Regions from separate parts of the Hordeum vulgare genome. Here region 2 is linked to region 1. The links are chromatin contacts, called in public Hi-C maps. All regions are on one chromosome and are shown on one strand. Each heading gives the region's core, a stretch centred on a gene start, on an enhancer-like site or on the middle of the called end of the contact. The rest is flanking DNA. Distances are from core to core; before and after follow the strand shown.

Region 1 (6,297 bases), core at 1,480-3,979:
TTGATGAGCTGCCTTCTAGTACTATTTTACATTAAAAAAAATGTTACTGACATGTACCTATGTAATGCTTAGCGTCCTTCTTAGAAGAGCGGTGCAGCTCATCAGCTCGTGCGCGTAGCTCATCGTTGCATCGCCACATAGACAACTGAAATAGTTTGAAGTTTTATCAACTTCTAATGATCAAATATATGTGAATTTAGTTAAAAGTAATCAAGCAATTTCTACCTCAAACATGAGATCCTCGATCTGTGCACAATACAAATTAGCTGCCATCATTCTGGCAAGCAAGCAGACGTCCCTTGTAACCTCTGGTGTCACTCTTGGATTTCCTGCATTTGTAAAGGTACTAGAAGTTTAGATACATAAAATAGTTGTGCCATTATCCATAGTACGTAGTACCATGATATGACCAGATACACAAAATGTAGCATCTAACAGACATCACCAAGGTAATAAAAGCTCACAGTGACTGTAAATATTTCATAGATGTACGCTGCACAGAATTACGAGGCACAGAGATCCCACTCACCATCACGATCTCCACCCATCCAAGAAGAGAACTGGATAAGAGGAGCATTATAAGGAACACGCTCATTGATCCCAATGTTCTTCAATGCCGTATCAACACGGCGCAAGAACTTTGGAACACCCTTCCATATTGTCTCATGGAAGTAGCTCATACCAGCACGCATCTCATCTTGGGGAGTGGGCTGAGTCCTTCGGATCTCATCAGTTCTAAAGGCAGCTTGGATCTAAAAAGGAAGATTTTAGGTTAAGTGTAAGAAAGGATCTCAGCGGTCTGATGCTGTAAGGCTACTGTAACTGCATTGCCACGTTAACAATGTGCCTTAGAAACAGCATGAAAATCAACATAAGGATAGCAGTAAAGAACCTCTCTCTGGAGAGCCTCATCAAGCTCCTGCTTGTCATCTGGAGTGATATCCTTTGAGTATAACTGAACCAAACAGTTCCGGATCCTGATATAAAGTCATTGAAATCAGGATTAATATATAGAAATTGTATCATGACAACTATCATCACAATGTTTGGCTAACTAACCTCGAATGCTTCTGAAGCAATGACCTCCTTACAGATTGTGTTGGATGTGCAGTCAAAACAAGATCAACAGTCTGATTCTTGAGGGCATCAAAGACCTCAGCAGGGGACTTCTTCATGTCAAAAACAAGCCTCTTAAGAGTTTCCTCGATGTCAGATTCTGTGATTGCTGAATTTTCATCAGCAAAGTCTCCCTTCTTGAGCTTGACTCTCCTCCTGTATGCGATCTGCACTTCCTCGGCCAAGTTGGCCAAGTTAAGCATGTGTGAAAAAGCTTTGGCAATCACAATAGAGTCGCCAGGATCCAAGCTTGTTATCATCTCTCCGAGTTCATCAAGCTTTTCCAGGTCATGCTTTGTTTCATATTCAGCAGCCACCTCGTAGCATTCTTGAACCTGTTTAATGGAAATAATAATTCAATTATGAATGTCCATCAATCAACATAAGAAATAGGATGTCTTCTTAATCAATTGACAATCAAGGTAACAAAAAATAATCAAGCCGGCCAGCGACCTAATAATTGTTTATATGCCTACACGTAACAGGTTGTGAGGCCACCAAGTCAACAAAAGTCAAGGCCTAGTCGTTTCAAGAACCTTTTTTTTCCCTGGTTTGGTTCTCTGAAAACACCATATGTTGTGTGGACTCAAGCTTTGTTTAGGTACGGTATAAAGAAGATGGAAGAACGGTCTCCTACAAGCAATTGACAATGTCGCTTGGAAACGGCACTTCCATACGGGTTGTCCTAAGAAGTCATCTGTCCGCTGTCTGGACAGTTCAACCCAACTGGTATATGTCAGCTACTTTTTCATAATTTCAGTAGATCCAAGTCAGTTAACATGATTACTTTAGTTGATACAACTATAAGTCAGTTATTCGTGTCCCGTATATGACCAACATAAGATCCAGCACGCATGATAGCAAGGCAAATTCCACAGACAAAGTCAGGTTTGACTGACACGATTTGAGATTCAATCAGTAACTTAGTTGGACTAATTAAAGCAGTGCTCCCAAAATCAAGACCACGATGGAATATAGATTAGCTGCGAATTTTGTTTGTTCGTGGCAGAAAAAACTGAGCACCTGGGCAATCGTCCAAACCCCCGCTTAACAAAAACAACAGATTACGCACAAATCTACCGACATCGAGACTTAACCCAAAGTCAACCCCACTCCGCGAACACTGAGCTGAAAACTCAACTCGAAACCCGAAGCGCCACATGTAAAGTTCAGAGGAATCAATGGGAACAGAGCAGCAGTAGCACATGGATGACGGGACAGGTCGGATCCGGTGCGAGATCGAACAGTGCGAGGTAGAGAGAGAGAAGAAAAAAAAGAGTTACCATCTCCCTGAGATCGTCGCCGTGGAGGCCCTGCAGGACGTCGAGGAAGCGGTCGAGGAGGAGCGCGTCGTACTCAATGAGCTTGTCGTCCTCCGACACCTTGGCCGGTACGAGCAGCCGCAGCTGCGCGTCGATCGACGACAGCCGCTCGATCTTCCCGCTGCCGCCGCCCGGCGCCGACAACGCCATCGCCGCCTCGCTTTGACCGGACCCGACCCTACTGCTCGCGCTCGCCGCGCCGCCTCGCAGGGACCAGCGTGGTAGGGAGCGAGATTGGGGGTAGGATGTGGTTGTGGCCGGGACTGAGGAGGTCGTGACTGCCGTTGCCGCCTATTTATAGAAGGAGTGCCGCCGGGATTCACCGGGACTCGAGAGATCTCTGTAAATCAAATCGATTTGTGTCCAAGTGCTAGTGTTTGTGATTTGGATTTCGATCGGGTCTGGGATTAGTTTACGGATTATGGGAGCATCCACATGTCCACGTGTACGGTCCTGCTTCCACCGTCCTCTACCCTCAACATTATGAAATAATTATTTGTATATATTCTTGAAATTTTGTCTATATAGAGTCTCTTTGTATCTAAATAAGTACTCCCTCCGTTCCTAAATATAAGTCTTTATAGAGATTTCACTAGTGAATTACATACGAATGTATATAGACATACTTTAGAGTATAGATTCAATCATTTTGCTTCGTATGTAGACCCTTAGTGAAATCGCTTAAAAGACTTATATTTAGGAACAGAGGTAGTATTTGTTTTGGATGTGGCTAGACCTCAGTTGACTAATATTTAACCAACTCTCAGTAACTTGAAAATAAATATTTTGCATGGATCTCCATGTAATATCCCATGATATTGCATCGGGTGAGACTTGGTTAAGTCTTCGACTCAGACTTAGCAATCCCGATTTATATTACATCTATATATATTATACTTATATAAACATCATATATTGTATGAAATATGTACTCAATAATCGAGAGGAGCCCCGGTGAGTGAAACATGGAGAATAAAACTTGAAGCGTAGAAAGAAGGCGCGATTGGTGATATTAGCACTACTGCAAGAATGCTAGCACTCACGGGTGGGAAAAGCCCAGCAGTGACGGGCAAGGCTCTTATGGGTCGCGTGCCACTTCTGTAAATCCAGCGCCCGCCACTCGTACGACCTTCCAGTGTTGGGCCCTAAGACCAGCCCGCCACTGGTACGTAGTTTCCAGTGTTGAGCCTTCTCACCTGCCCGCCATAACTGGCTTCTGTTGCGACATTCTGCATGTTGTTATAGAGGGATGAGCATGCACGATTCTCAATATAATAGCAAAATGAATTCATATTAATACACTAATTAATTCTCAATATATCACTTGAAAGTTGTTCGGCATAAGAAACAAACATCAATGTATCACATTCATCTTAACATAATAGTTAATTCTCTGGCTGATATATTCACGACTTAGTTTTAAACATGGTCAACAACAACCATCATCTGATAGTCGTTGCGGGTGCTCTTCGCGGGTGCTCTTCCTTATAGTGATTACCATAAGGGTGTCCACCCTTAGTTCTCTATTTCCCTTGATGAACTCCCGCCGGTCGGACTTATGGAATGATATGTGCCCATCGAATTCCGTTTTGTATTGGACGTTCATGACACACCCTCTTGGTCCATGGATTTCTCCAGCTGTGTCGACGGCGAGGATGTCCACTCTGGAAAAAAAATTCAAAGGTAACTTCTGAACTTTCTATCATTACGAGAAAATAGAGAGCATGAGATGTTAGACATCTCATCATACTTGGTTATGACCAAAAATTGATGAGAATATAAAACATCTCACCATAACTTTTTTGACCATGTTGGTTTTTGGTAGATGGTGCGCAAAGGGCTTCCCCAAGAGGGCCAAAGAGAATGGTAACATCACTTTCACATTAGCTTTATCGTCCCGGGTAAGCTTCTTCATCCTTTGAGAAAGATTGTCGAAAGGATAGGACCATCATATTCATCTTCGATGTCCTCTTCTTCATCTTGGTTGTCCTCATCTTCGTCTTAGATGTCCTCATCTTTATATTGGTTGTCGATGTCATCTTGGTCATCTTTGTTGTCGATGTCATCTTTGAAAGGACGTGGATGTCGCCTAGAGGGGGGTGAATAGGCGCTTTAAAATAATTACGGTTTAAGATTAAACAAATGCGGAATGAAACTAAAGTTTAATTTGTCAAGCACAAAACATAAAACAACTAGGCTCACCTATGTGCACCAATAACTTATGCTAAGCAAGATAAACAACTAAGTGATAGCAAGATATATGACAAGAAACAATATGGCTATCACAAAGTAAAGTGCATAAGTAAAGGGTTCGGGTAAGAGATAACCGAGGCATGCGGAGACGACGATGTATCCCAAGTTCACACCCTTGCGGATGCTAATCTCCATTTGGAGCGGTGTGGAGGCACAATGCTCCCCAAGATGCCACTAAGGCCACCGTAATCTCCTCACGCTCTCGCACAATGCAAGATGTCGTGATTCCACTAAGGGGCCCTTGAGGACGGTCATCGAACCCGTACAAACAAGATTGGGGCAAACTCCACGACTTAATTGGAGGCTTCCAACAACACCACGAAGCTTTACCACAATGTCATATGGATTCGAGGTGACCACAAATGCTCGAGGCAATCTCCACAACTTAATTGGAGACCCCGGCGCTTGCCCGGAGCTTTACACCACAATGGTTGAGCTCCGAGGCACCTCCAAGCTTCTAGGACACCAAAGCATCCACGAAGAACAATCTCTAGGGTACCAAGTACCAAAGGGTAATAAGCTTCTCAACTTCTCACTTCCACGTATCACTGTCAAGAACTCAAACTGATGCAACTAATGCAATGCCAGAACACACGAAGTGGTCAAATCCCTCACACTCAAATCCATCCACAACAACAAAAGCTATGGAGAAATATGAGAGTAAGAACAAGGAGCTCACAAAGAAATCCAAGATCAAGATCCAAGGGGTTCCCCTCACATAGAAGAGAAAGTGATTGGTGGAGATGTGGATCCAGATCTCCTCTCTCTTTTCCCTCAAGAACTACCAAGAATCATTGGAGGGATTGAGAGTTAACAAGCTCTAAGAAGGTCAACAAAGAGGGAAGAACACGAGCTCGACGGATGGATAAGATCCAATGGGGAAGAAGACCCCATTTATATAGTGGGGGAAGAATCTGCCCGTTACCCCCACTTTCAGCCCGAGAAAAGCGGTACTACCGGTGCCCGATGCGGTACTACCGGTGCCCGATGCGGTACTACCGTTGCCGGTGTGGTATTACCGCTGCCCGGTGCGGTACTACCGCACGCACGATGGTGGCAAAGGGAGGAACTACTGCACGGGGCAACGAGCGATAGAACCGCCGGAGCGACACTACCGCGCGCCCTTACGGTACTACCGCAGGGTAGTATCCAACTGCCACTGAAGTAAAAAACTGCTTCCGTGTCTATCTCCGCTGAGGCTACGGTTGTGAAAAAGTCCGGCACGGTAGTACCGGAAACAGATGCGGTGCTACCGCTTGAGGGCGGTAGTAAAAATCTACGCCCGCTCTTACACAAAGGAAGTACCACCCAAGCGGTACTACCACGTGTTTAGAGAAAAACAGCTCAGGAAGTGAAATTGCCATAACTTTTGCATACGAGCTCCGAATCGAGCAAACCAAAGCTTGTTGGATTTAGGACGACAAGAGCTATTCAGGAAATCTTAAGAACATGCATTTATGAAAATGCCAATGATATAGAGATGTGAAACCTCTATGAATGACGAACGGGCAAAAACTTCCAACATCGAAAACATCATAGAAGATGCATATGGTCTCCGTTTTCGATGAACTCGAGCTTGTCATGAAGATGACCATAATCTCTCTCA
Region 2 (6,297 bases), core at 1,953-4,452, 140 kb after region 1:
CATTATAGAAACATGTAGTTCAAGCTTCGACTAATAAGGGACAATGTGCCAATCATCCAGAAAGATTCCAAGGATAAACCATGAACCCATATTTGGTGCGGTTGTTCTTATTCCACTAGAATAAAATTAGCATATTTTTGGTAGCCGCATGTCTAAATCATTCGCATTACGTATAGATCAATAAGATGCTTTATGATACGATAAGCCGATAAGAACACAACTAAGGTGTATAAATTTGAAGATTACATTCTCCAACTTGTTCTATCCTTGGCTGTGAAGGTCTTGGCCTAATTTGACAAACAAAGTGCATTTTTTACATTGTTTGCTTATTTATTTATTTATTTATTATTATTAACCTAATTTGATAAACCATTGACATGACCCTGAAGTCGGGGTATATAGATACTCAAACAGTGATAGCATGATCCATCGTGCAACGGTTACATGAAATCTCCAAGTTTGTTACTCACATGTGACCATATGACCCCACGTGTCACCCTAACTCTATATGCCAAAATGATACCGTCAATTAATTGGTTGGTCCATCGAAAGCCAAAGCTCTTTAAATTCCAACTTATGAGTCAATCAATATTGGGGTGATATCATATAGGTCCAACAGAAGCCTTGCACGTTTATATCGACCAACAGAAGAATTCAAATTGGCAGCTGCAAAACTGAGATAAGTGCATTCCTTGTCCGGTTCTCGTGAAAGGCACAAAGATACAACACAAACACAGGTGTGCCTAATGTCTCGTTTTTTTATGCAATGCAATTAAGCACACAACTCAAACTTAGCACTTTGATTTTTCTGAAAGGAAGCATAAGATTTGACTCATCTATTAGTTAAGAAGAGAACTGTGCTACAACGCCCTTAATGGAAAAAAGTCAACTACTTTTGTGGTATTATTGGCCCTAACTTCCTTGCTCCCGCAGGTACCCAAAGTCGAGCTTCTTACTTGATGTTGTCGAGGAGGATAGGTGGTGGACCACTCTTGTTCCGGAATACCCTTGTGTTTCTCTCATTCCATATCGTCCATTTGATGAGCATAATGAGTGATGCCAATGCCTTTCCATTAGGCACACTCTTGGCGGATAGACTGACCCACCAAACTTTGAGAGAGAGATCCAAGTGTGAGAAGGCGGTGTCCGGTTGCTCGAGCTGAAGTCATTCATCTGCTAGGTTCTACAATCGGAGTGAGAAACGGCATTTGAAGAAAAGATGCATCCCTGACTCATGCTCTTGTTTGCAAAGAAGACAGAGGCCACAATATGACCAACCTCGCTTAGCCAACCTGCCGGCAGTCCATATACTGTCATGGATGGCCAACCACGCAAAGAATTTAACCTTGAGTTGCACCCATGCCTTCCAAACTGAGTGCTCCATGGGGATGTAGATAGTTCCCAAAAATTGCACCGAGTAAGGGAGACGAGTCGTGTACTGCCCATCGACCATATGCTTCCAAATTATGTCGTATATGGCATTTTCCTCGAGCTGATAGTCGGCAATGAGAATCCAAAGAGAGATGAGATGCCAAAAGTGATCCATGGAATGCATGGCAGACATCTTCACTTTCGAAGCCCAAGCATTGCCACGAAGTGCCTCACAACTTTCCAATTCTTACGTGTAGATGCCTCTAGATGAGAGGTGATATTTCCTTAGGCTTTCTATCTTGCACCCAAGGCCCGTCCCAGAAGGACGGTGTGCGCACTCCATTGCCCATAGGGATAATAGTTGAGGCATAGAAAAGATGAAGATCCATCTCGACGCAGGGGTTTCCCATGCGAACCCAATATTTGGTCGTCTCTTTCCATTAGTACCATGGCCATCCCAGCCTCAAAGCCCTAGCAAATTTTTCAGTGTTGAGAACCCTAAGTCCCCCATGGTCAGTTGGTCGGCATATACTGTCCCAATTAACCTTGCCCTTTTCCCCCATTGTCTTGTCCGATCGAAAGGGTGTTTCCGTGGGCATTTATTTTGGGACGGAGGGATTATAACCTTGTATAATTTTATTGTATTTGGACATACCATGTTGATACTTTTTGAATGATTGCATTGCTTATCATTGAAATACATGCAGTTTAGCCGTCTTATTTGAATTGTATATTTTTGGTCGCATAATTGCATTGCTTATCATAACAAGTGATAGCTTATGGTGTTTGTTCCAAGTCAAGCAAATTAACCTTTCTTTTATAAGAACAAAGCTATAGTCCGTTGTTCGACCCAGGTGTCGCTGCCTCAATAAGAGATCACTTTATTAGTTCCACAAACTTCGTTTCTTGGACGGCGCCGATGTTGAAGTCTACGAAATATTTGTTAAATTTTATGATGCATCTTTTGACTACAATACATTCTTAGTAAGATTCTCTATATTAGTTAAAGGCATTATGAAGTGGGGTTGCTGCGCTTATATAAGCATTTAGAATAAAGCGCACTTTGGTGGAAAAGAAGCACTAATAATGTCCGTTTTTTCTTTATATATGGGCGGCTGTCATGTTGCAGTTGGTGGATGCCACATCCACATCAAACAAGAGAAGATGGACTGAACATAGGCCGGGGAACCTGTTTCCAGGTGGAGCATCTGTTCCCAGCTGTACAAATATGCTCTCATCTTTTTTTCAGGGAAGAAATATGCTCTCATTTGCTTCTTTTAGGGAAATATGCTCTTATTTGAATTCATGATAATTGAATGAAACTAAATTCCTAAATCCCATCAAGAAAAATCCCTAAATTTTACACGACAAATAGGATGGGTAACATACTAACTCATGACTCGAAGAACTTTCATCTTACTTGCCCCTCCTTACCTTAGCCTCGGCGATCTATATTGGTTGTGAAAAATAAAATAAGGGTTGATTTCTTTATTTTCGAACTCACGGTGTAGCGTTACGAACTGCCGTCGTCATTGTCCATGTGAGATTGTTCCACAGAACACACATCATGGATGATTAAACTAGGGAAGAACTAGCACGCAAAGAAGAAGAAAACTAGAACTTTTTATGAATCAAGACAGAAACAAAAGGTAGAAGAAATAGAGAAATCTGAGAATACTAGCCAAGTTAGCCTTGATTTCTGAAGGAAACTGACGAAATTGTGGTAGCCTTCGGAAGCCAAGCTTGGAAACTCTTGCGTGCGGCAGTGAGGCCCCCCTTGGAGAATATCCAAAGCATCCCCGGTCCCGGTCGGTCATCATGTAGAACTTCGCCTTCTTCTGAGAAACGTCATTGTCGTTGCATTTGCGTCGGTGAAGACCTGATTAGACTTATAAAATTGGGGTAACCCACTGCTACTTTATTAGCTCTAATAATAATAATTGAGGTACACTAGTAATATTATGTTGTTGCATCACATGGCTTATCGTATCAAGAGATAGGTTATCCAGCTCGAAAAAAGAGATAGCTTATCGAGCTGGTGAAGGTCAAACGAGGCGTGCAACGCTCGACCGCTACTATCAAGAGAGATGCAGGAGTATCCTATTCAGAAAGTACTCTGCCCACGAGGCAGAAAGCCAGAAAGTGCTACCCAAGCAACTCAAAATTCCTGTTAGGAATTAATTAATTAAATTAATTAGGAGATAATCCATGCTTATATCGGTTGCTTAGTTTGACGACCGTCCTTTGTAAACCTTCAATCAATGAGATAATTGTTCCACAATTGCTCTCTTTCCTTTTACTCTCTACGCGTTATCACGAACGCCTCTTTCATAGAGCAATTAGGCCAAGCTGAACAAAAACGACAACAAGCGAAGAGGAAAAGGTGACGCCATGCGTGCCCCAACGACGAGACCGTGATGCACGGTGTGGCGATGACGCCATCCGCCGCCGAGGATGCGACGACCGTCGGCCTCGATGGTGCTCCTCCCGGCGTTCCACAGGCCATCGCACGGTGGTTCCTCCCGATACAGATCGCCCCGTCGGGGTTCACAGCAACGACCTACGGCACTAGTCGCGGCCACCCTGCAGATCCAACGTGCAACGTGAGGACTCCAACGAGCGTGCGGCGCCCTACAGGCTACATCACGTAGCACGACGACGGGGCCTTGTTCTCCCTGCTGGCAGCACGGCGCAACGGCCTGAGAGCAACTCTAGCAGACCCCGCATCCGCCCCCGATTCGCAAAATAACCGCCAAAATGCGGGTATGGGCCGGAAAGCCTGCCCGACCAGACCCCGCATCCCGCCCCGGCCCGCAAAAAATTTTGGGAGGCGCGGCAAATTCCCGACCCCAACCCGGGAAAACGCGGGTTTCCCCCTCGCGACTGCGGTGCCCTGCATCACACAGAAGCAGTTGGCGGGAGGGACATTTCAACCCGCGCTCTTTTCCCCCTCCTTTAGCCGCCGCCCGCCCGCCGCCGGCGATTCCGGCCATATCTGCACGCGGAATCGCGCCCCGGGGCCGCCACACACCCTCCCGCGCTGAGCCGCTGCACCGCCCCTCCGGATCCGGCGAGAAGAGCCGCCCCCGTCGCCGCCGCCGCCGGGGATCGACCACCGTCGAGCGCACCTCCTCGTCGCCGCTCGGGATCACCCGCCACCGGTTAGTCCCTTTTTGTGATTTTTGCGAGCTGTGTAGTAGATTGACGCGCCGGTGTGCGTGTAGATGGAGTTGACCCCGTGCGAGAAGTTCTTACTATCTGATTCGTCCAATTCGGACGACTCGGATGTTGAGACCATGCTTGCGAACTTTCGGCAGCAAACATTAGTCATGGCGCTTGTCGTGAAGGAGCATGAAGACGAGCACCGGAAGAGGAGGCGAGGATCGACTGTCGGGCGTTTGTGTATTCCTTGGAATCGCCATCTTGGGAACGAGATGTTGATGCAAGACTATTTCACGGAGAATCCTACATATCATCCGCCCCTCTTCCTAAGAAGGTATCGAATGGGTCGATCCCTCTTTGTGAAACTTGTTCAAGCTTGCGAGGCAAATTGCTGCTATTTTACTCAAAGAAGGAATGTCGCGGGCTTAAAGGGATTTAGTGCATATCAAAAAATCTCCGCAGCTATGCGGGTGATTGCATATGGCGTTCCGGATGACTATGCCGATGAGTATCTTCGCATTGGTTAAGATAGCACAATTGAGTGTGTGCGTAGATTTGCGAAAGTGATCATCCATGTCTTCGGTCCTAGGTATATTCGGGCACCCAATGAAGATGACACAAAGAAATTGATGGCACCTAATGAGAGGAGAGGTTGGTCTGGCATGCTAGGTAGCATTGATTGTATGCATTGGAATTGGAAAAATTGCCCCAAGGCTTGGCAAGGAATGTATTGTGGCAAGTCTCATGATGCAACAATTGTGCTAGAGGCCGTAGCATCCGAGGATTTATGGATTTGGCATTGCTTTTTTGGTATGCCGGGCACTCTCAATGATATCAATGTGTTGCAACGGTAGTATACTACTTTCCCCTTGTAGTAATTACGTGGAAATCAACAAAGTATTTCCTATATGTGATAGTTCGGTTACATACCGATATCACCACTCCAACATACATCAATGGGCTCTCACAGAAAATTAGGGATCTATGTGAGCAATAACAATTTATTCGTCAATCAAAAATATTCATAGCTCGTATGCTGATTGCATCAGCAATAAGGACATTTATGGCATTAGGGAGAGATAAGTACCACAAATAATGCCAAGAAATAAATTAGAAATGTTATTCACATTCGGTCCTTATATCCACGTACTCAAAGAATCTGAACAAGAAGTTTAGAATCACATATTTGCAACACATTGCAAATCTGCCACATACATTTACTGATGACAATGGTGTCACTCAATTTTATATTCTTGCAGTAAAGTGTCAGAAAGAGTGGAGGTACCTGATAAACCACTCTTCTCCCGAAATGAGAGCAAGAGGGGGAGAATTCTGATCACACGAGATATAATCTCGCATATGCTTCCACGGAAATAGAGGAAATCAATTCCTCAACCAGTAAATGTAATTCAACATCAAGTTGAAAGACACCTCACTGGATGCTCATCATCCAAAGCCCGACATAAATGTGCACAAATGTTTTCGTGTCGGGGCATCGAAACACCTTGACTCCATTGTTGTAGGAAATCACAAGGAGTTAAAAGAAATAAATACATTTCCATAAATTTTATCAATTCCACGAGAATCATTCAAAATAAAGACTACATTTGTCGACATATATTTCTTCTGAAAATTGCTAAAACCTTTTGGGCCCTGAACCAAAATCCATGGTAGAGTGCCTCTTGTACTCATATTGGTTCACATAAAAGGAAGCAAGTAATGAAGAATAGCACTCGCTCATCAAAGAGTGGTATTTACCATAGT

Evidence for each region. A called contact is a pair of places that touch in the nucleus more often than the background predicts.
Region 2: a contact with region 1 is called in a Hi-C map of leaf, with 2.8 times the contacts expected there. The contact joins the enhancer-like site here to the promoter of LOC123399942 in region 1. A contact is called at or near these places in 2 of 6 Hi-C or Micro-C datasets (leaf and seedling) and 1 of 1 datasets of contacts at active chromatin or transcription factors (embryo).

The regions. Positions count from the first base shown.
Region 1 is chr5H:387,364,860-387,371,156 of MorexV3_pseudomolecules_assembly, forward strand. It overlaps LOC123399942 (phosphoenolpyruvate carboxylase 2), which reads right to left and starts at 2,730. Exons shown (of 10, transcript XM_045094332.1): 1 at 2,400-2,730; 2 at 1,060-1,451; 3 at 893-977; 4 at 530-752; 5 at 226-329; 6 at 58-145. The coding sequence starts at 2,588.
Region 2 is chr5H:387,505,734-387,512,030 of MorexV3_pseudomolecules_assembly, forward strand. No RefSeq gene overlaps it. Among protein-coding and RNA genes, the nearest start is that of LOC123396194, 32 kb to the right of the region's middle. Within about 2 kb of position 3,203, at least 2 of the 3 cell types and tissues checked have open chromatin away from gene starts, as enhancers often do. A contact at or near this core is called in leaf, where this site is marked.